Linked DNA regions of Sus scrofa: region 1 is linked to region 2. Evidence: chromatin contacts called from public HiChIP or PLAC-seq data. All regions are on one chromosome and are shown on one strand. Each heading gives the region's core, a stretch centred on a gene start, on an enhancer-like site or on the middle of the called end of the contact. The rest is flanking DNA. Distances are from core to core; before and after follow the strand shown. Region 1 has its middle 25 kb from the start of LAPTM4A. Region 2 has its middle 7.6 kb from the start of RHOB.

Region 1 (2,815 bases), core at 67-2,566, 340 kb before region 2:
CACAATGAGACAGCTTGTTGCTAGAACAACCAAACAGAGAGAACTCATAAGATCTCTGTGACATGGCTCAAGTCCACTTCGCAACAGATGTAAAAGTATGCTGCCATGGACACCAGCCTCAGAAGTGTCCTCAAAACACCCTGGGTTCCCTCGGTGGCCTATATGACTCCGTATTTCTTGAGTTTTTGGAAACACTTTCTCCATTCGCCACAGGGTCCCAAATGAATCCACACCACAACTCAGACTTGCGAAGAAAATAACTCAAAATTATGTATAGGAGTTCCCTTGTGGCTCAGCTTGTTAAGGATCCAGCTTTGGCATTGCTGTAGCTCTGGTTGCAGCTGTGGCTCGGGTTCGATCCCTGGCCCAGGAACTTCTGCATGCCACGAGCATGATCAAAATAAATAAATACATAAAATATTGTACAGGGTAGATCCAATCCTCCCAGTAAGCTACCCTCCACAGAAAAGCAAAATGCCTTTTGTCCATTCCAGAGACCTGATGCTGATGCATTAGTTTATTTTTTAAATTTAATTTTATTTTTAGGCCACGCCCACAGCTTGCAGAAGTTCCTGAGCCAGGGATAGAACCCATGGCACAGCAATGACAATATCAGATCCTTAACCTGCCAGGGAACTCCATCTGGTGCGTTAGTTTAAAGTATTCCTCTAGGAGTTCCCATCGTGGCTCAGCGGTAACGAACCCAACTAGTATCCATGAAGCCTCAGGTTTGATCCCTGGCCTCGCTCAGTGGGTTAAGGATCTGGTGTTGCTGTGAGCTGTGGTGAAGTCCGCAGATTCGGCTCAGATCCCACGTTGCTGTGGCTGTGGTGTAGGCCAGCAGCTACTGCTCCGATTCAACCCCTGGGGTGGGAACCTCCATATGCTTCGGGTGCGGACCTAAAAAGACCACACACACAAAAAAATCATTCCTCTAGATGATGTCACTTGGGCAGCTTATTCTCAGCTTTCCAGCCCCATCTCCTCCCTCTCTGCGGAAGGGCACCTGGGATATGAATGTGGGTGGGTCTCTGGCTTGTGTGCCCCTGGCAGAAGAACAGCCCTTCTGATCTGCAAGTTGGTTCCATCCTCCTTGGACTCCCCTGATTTACCTCTGTCCTGGCCTGACCTGGCTCCATTGCAGTTAGAGAGATGTGGGCCTGGGCAGCCTGGAGGTCTGAGTCGGGAGGGGCCTGGCCTTCGTGTGGCCAGGGCTGCTGACGGTGTTTATTTTGCAAAGCCCAGACGAGGCCTGTGCTGGGTGGCCTGTGATGGAGCCACACCCATCCTGACGTCAAACCAGGAGTCAGCTGGCCCAGCCACGACTCAGGGTCCTCAGAAGCCCCACTGTCTCCTGGGAGCAGGGGTGTCTGCCCTTCACCTCTTCCTCTTTCATAATCCACCTTAGAAGTCCTGGGCTTCTGGCCCAGGACATCCCAGAATGGGTGGGTGGGCAGTGACCCTGGTTCTGCCAGACTGTGGAGGAGCAGTCCTGACTATCCTGAGGGGCAGAAGGTGCCAGAGGGCTGCAGGAGGGCCCGGCAGATATCCAGCAGGGAGATGCCCCAGCCTCAGCTCCCAGTCCTGGATCACGTCATAAATAGATAACGCTTATACTTAATGCATCAGCAAAGCTGGATCACATGCACAAAAAAAGATGGGGGGAGTGGGATTGAGAGCTGGAGAAAAATCACCCAGAGGGTTCTGCTGACTCTGCTGTTCTTCACACTTAGGACTCGGGGCTTCTCGAGGTCTGGATCTGGCCCCTCATCAAGGGCTTGCCCCTCCCAGAAGCTTAACTCAGAGAAAGAGCTCTCTCTTGCTAATTCTGTGACCTTTGTCAGCTGGTGAAGACAGCCTAACTCCTGCTCCTTTGATGCTTCCCAGCCCTGCCCTCTGCCAGGCCCTGGGCTGATGCCGAGATGACAGGCTTCCTGGCCTCAAGGGCCCACAGTCTCACAGAGGAGACAGATATATACAACAAAGGACACTTACAAATAATTTTTTTTTTTTTTGCCGCATGTGGAAGTTCCAGGGCCAGGGATCGAATCCACGCCACCCCTGCTTCCTGTGCCACAGCTGCAGCAAGGCTGGATCCTTAACCCACCACATCACAATGGAACTTTCAGTAATTCCTATTTTTGAAATGCCTTCTAATTGCAAAAATTTGACATACAAATTCTTCCCAACGACCCTGGGGGTGAGTATATCTGCAGGTTACCCATGGGAGCCTGAAGCTCAGGGCAGTGAGGGCCACCCAGCCCGTGAGCACCAGGGCCCAGGCTCTCATCTACCGCTCAGGACTGCCCCCCGCCTCCAGCCAAATGCTTCCTCTGTCGTCATGAAGGGCTCCTCCCAGACATGCAGGCCTCTGCGGAGGCTGAGTCTGTTAGGCTGTTTTTCTCAGGCACCGGCCCAGTAGGCCCAGCCCATGCAGCTAACCAGCTTCTTGACTGACCTGAGGGTCCCTTGGGTCCTGTGTGCCTCATGCACCTGCACGTCGGCTCTGGCCTGGCAAAGCCTTGCCCACAGTGAGGAGCAGGGCCTGTGCTGCCGCCACTCCCAGGACCTCTGCAAGACGGCTTGGGCGTGGGTCAGAAACCGTAGGAAATGAAAGACCTCTTGAAAGTGTTTGATGAAACGTCCGGTGCGGGAGTTCCAGTCATGCCTCAGCAGTAACAAACCCGACTAGTACGCAAGAGGATGGGGGTTTGGTCCCGGCCTTGCTCGGTGGGTGGAGGATCTGGCGTTGCCATGAGCTGGGGTGTAGGTCACAGATGCGGCTTGGATCCTGTGTTGCGGTGGCTGTGGTGCA
Region 2 (2,700 bases), core at 130-2,629:
GTATACAAGTATTTATCAAGCTGCAGCTTGTGTCATTCTTGCTGATGTCCCATTGGCTTAAGCTAGTCACATGACCACGCTGAGACTCATCCTGGGACGGGCACACATAAGGAGATGAATACTGGGAGGGTGTGGGGCTCACTGAGGGCCATCAAAGTACCAACACACCTCTGAGTTCAAACCTACCCTGGCTCCTCCCCTGTGCCTACGCATTTACAGCACTTACCACTCTAGAATGAAATAGTCCATTAAATTGTTATGACTACTGTACTGTATTGCCACTTATATTTCATGAACTGGAGCGCCTCTGAGGGCTGGGACTCTATGCTTTTTCTCCCTGGCACAGAGTACATTTATAGAGTAAGTGATTAAATGAGAGCAACAACTGTTTTTACTTCCTTCAAGTCTGCCGGGCTCAAGCTCTGTCCTTACCCATTTTTTTTTTTTCCCTTTTTAGGGCCAAACTTGCAGCATATGGAAGTTCCCAGGCTAGGGGGTGAATTGAGCTGCAGCTGTGGCAACACCGGATTTGAACCAAATCTGCGACCTACCCGCTAGCTTGCGGCAACACTGGATCCTTAATGCACTGAGGTGGGGGCAGGGATTGAACCCACACCCTCACTGACACTATGTCAGGTTCTTAACCCACTGTGCCACAATGGGAACTTTCCTACCCACCATTTAGACATAGGAAGATCAACAGCTGTGAGACACCAATTACATCAGGTCCTTGAGTTCCTTAGAGGCTGGCAGCTAGACCTATACTGAGGTCCTGGCATACAGGAGGCATCTAACATATTAGTGGAATGACTGAATGAGTGGACTTCTAAGACATATCACTGAGATTTCTGAGCTATAAATGAATTTCTTTCTCTCTTTCTCTCTCTCTCGCTCTTTCTTTCTTTCTTCCTATTTTTAGAGTCACATCCTCAGCATATGGAAGTTCCCAGGCTAGGGGTCGAGTCAGAGCTGCAGCTGCCATCCTATGCCATAGCTGCAGCGAGGCCGGGGATCAAACCCGCATCCTCATGGATACTAGTCAGATTTGTTTCCGCTGTGCCACCAAGGGAACTCCCTCACCTTCTTGCTCAAACATATATTGTGACCAAGCTGAGCAGAAGTCACACAACTCCACTTTTCACAGATGAAACAATTCCATCAGACAGTTGTTGAAAGGAGAGATTTTTCAGTGACTTCTTTCATGAAGAACAGTCTCTTTTGCTGAGCCGTGTTCTACCATCCTGCATGGCCGGAGCAGAAGCAGAGGTCCTGGGACAGTGGGGTGAAGAGGATCCGTCTTGGTCTCCCCACTGCTGTGACTTCTGCTCCCCAGATTGCCTGGTTCTGAAAGAGGCTCCTCATATAAGCTCTGTCTCATGCTATAAATAGCCACGGACACATCTGGGATGATAACACACTAGAGTGTGGCAACCCATTGTGTATTCCTCTCCTCCCTATTGCAAAATCCTGACATCGTCAGAGAACACAAGCAATGAATCATCCCTGTATAAACACTCCGATTAGGTCATTTGCTTTCAAGACAGAAAAAAAAAAAAAAAAAAAAGGGAAGAGAAAAAGCCTGGACTTATGTTATTACCCTCTGGACTGACATAAGGAGGCACATCTCCCACCCTGCTGAGTGCTAACTTCCAAGGAGCTGTGAGAATAACTTCGTCTTACTTAAGACTTCACATTCCTAGTTTCCGTTCTTTGGAAGATTTCACTTTTGGACCTCAGTTTAAGCAACTCCAGTGAAAGAAGGTCTTGAATAATACGATTCCAGAGGAAGGATTTTTTTTGTTTGTTTGTTTTATAAATTTTTTTTTAAGTCTATGAAAGGATTAATAATATTTTCTACAAGGGAGCCCTCTTGATCTGTAAAAAAAAAAAATGAAATTCGTCTCGTGGGGGCCACCCACTGGCTCTGCCAGGCCAAATCCTGCCAGCTCTGTCTGTGCCTTTTTTGGACAGTGTGGTAGTTTTAAATTCTGAATTTTATTGCTTATCTAGGGCATGTCCTCTGGCTCCCACGGTCTCCGCCACTGCCATTATGTCTCGCACGTGCTTAACTGCAGGACCCCTGTGGACACTCTCAGCTTCTGAGTTCTCGCTTGCATTTTACAAATGGGGAAACTGAGGCCTGGAAAGGCTGGTTTGTCCAAGGTTGGACAGTTTGGAATTGGAAGACCTCAAAAGCAGGTCTCCAGCCTCCTGGTATGAGGCTCTCTCTTTCTGCTTAGTGCATTTCCACACCATTTGCCCAGAGCTTCAGATAACTTAATGAATCTATGTGAAATTAACAGCCACGGTAAACGTAGCTGGGGTGGAATTTGTAATAACAGCCCTAATGGGAAGTGGAAACGAATCCAACTAGGATCCATGAGGATGCGGATTCAGTTCCTGGCCTCACCCAGTGGGTTAAGGATCTGGCATTGCCGAGAGCTCTGGTGTAGGTCGCAGATGCGCTCAGATCTGGCATTGCTGTGGCTGGGGTGTAGGCTGGCAGCTGTAGCTCTGATTTGACCCCTAGCCTGAGAACCTCCATATGCCACGGGTGCGGCCCTAAAAAAACAAAACCAAACCAAATCAAAACAAAAACACCCAAAAACCAAAACCACCCCCATCCAACCGTCATGGAGTGGTGAGTTCTTGTGACGTTCCTCTTCCCTTTCTGCCCTCCGGCTCCTCACCGGGCCATGT

The links. HiChIP or PLAC-seq counts read pairs in DNA pulled down with a chosen protein or histone mark.
Region 1: an H3K27ac HiChIP or PLAC-seq map of alveolar macrophages shows a contact between it and region 2. The contact joins two enhancer-like sites. A contact is called at or near these places in 1 of 47 Hi-C or Micro-C datasets (embryonic fibroblasts) and 2 of 2 datasets of contacts at active chromatin or transcription factors (alveolar macrophages and skeletal muscle).

Annotation. Positions count from the first base shown.
Region 1 is chr3:118,125,397-118,128,211 of Sscrofa11.1, reverse strand. No RefSeq gene overlaps it. Among named protein-coding and RNA genes, the nearest start is that of LAPTM4A, 25 kb to the left of the region's middle. Within about 2 kb of position 1,316, at least 14 of the 83 cell types and tissues checked have an H3K27ac peak or open chromatin away from gene starts, as enhancers often do. A contact at or near this core is called in alveolar macrophages, where this site is marked.
Region 2 is chr3:117,781,745-117,784,444 of Sscrofa11.1, reverse strand. No RefSeq gene overlaps it. Among named protein-coding and RNA genes, the nearest start is that of RHOB, 7.6 kb to the right of the region's middle. Within about 2 kb of position 1,379, at least 41 of the 83 cell types and tissues checked have an H3K27ac peak or open chromatin away from gene starts, as enhancers often do. A contact at or near this core is called in alveolar macrophages, where this site is marked.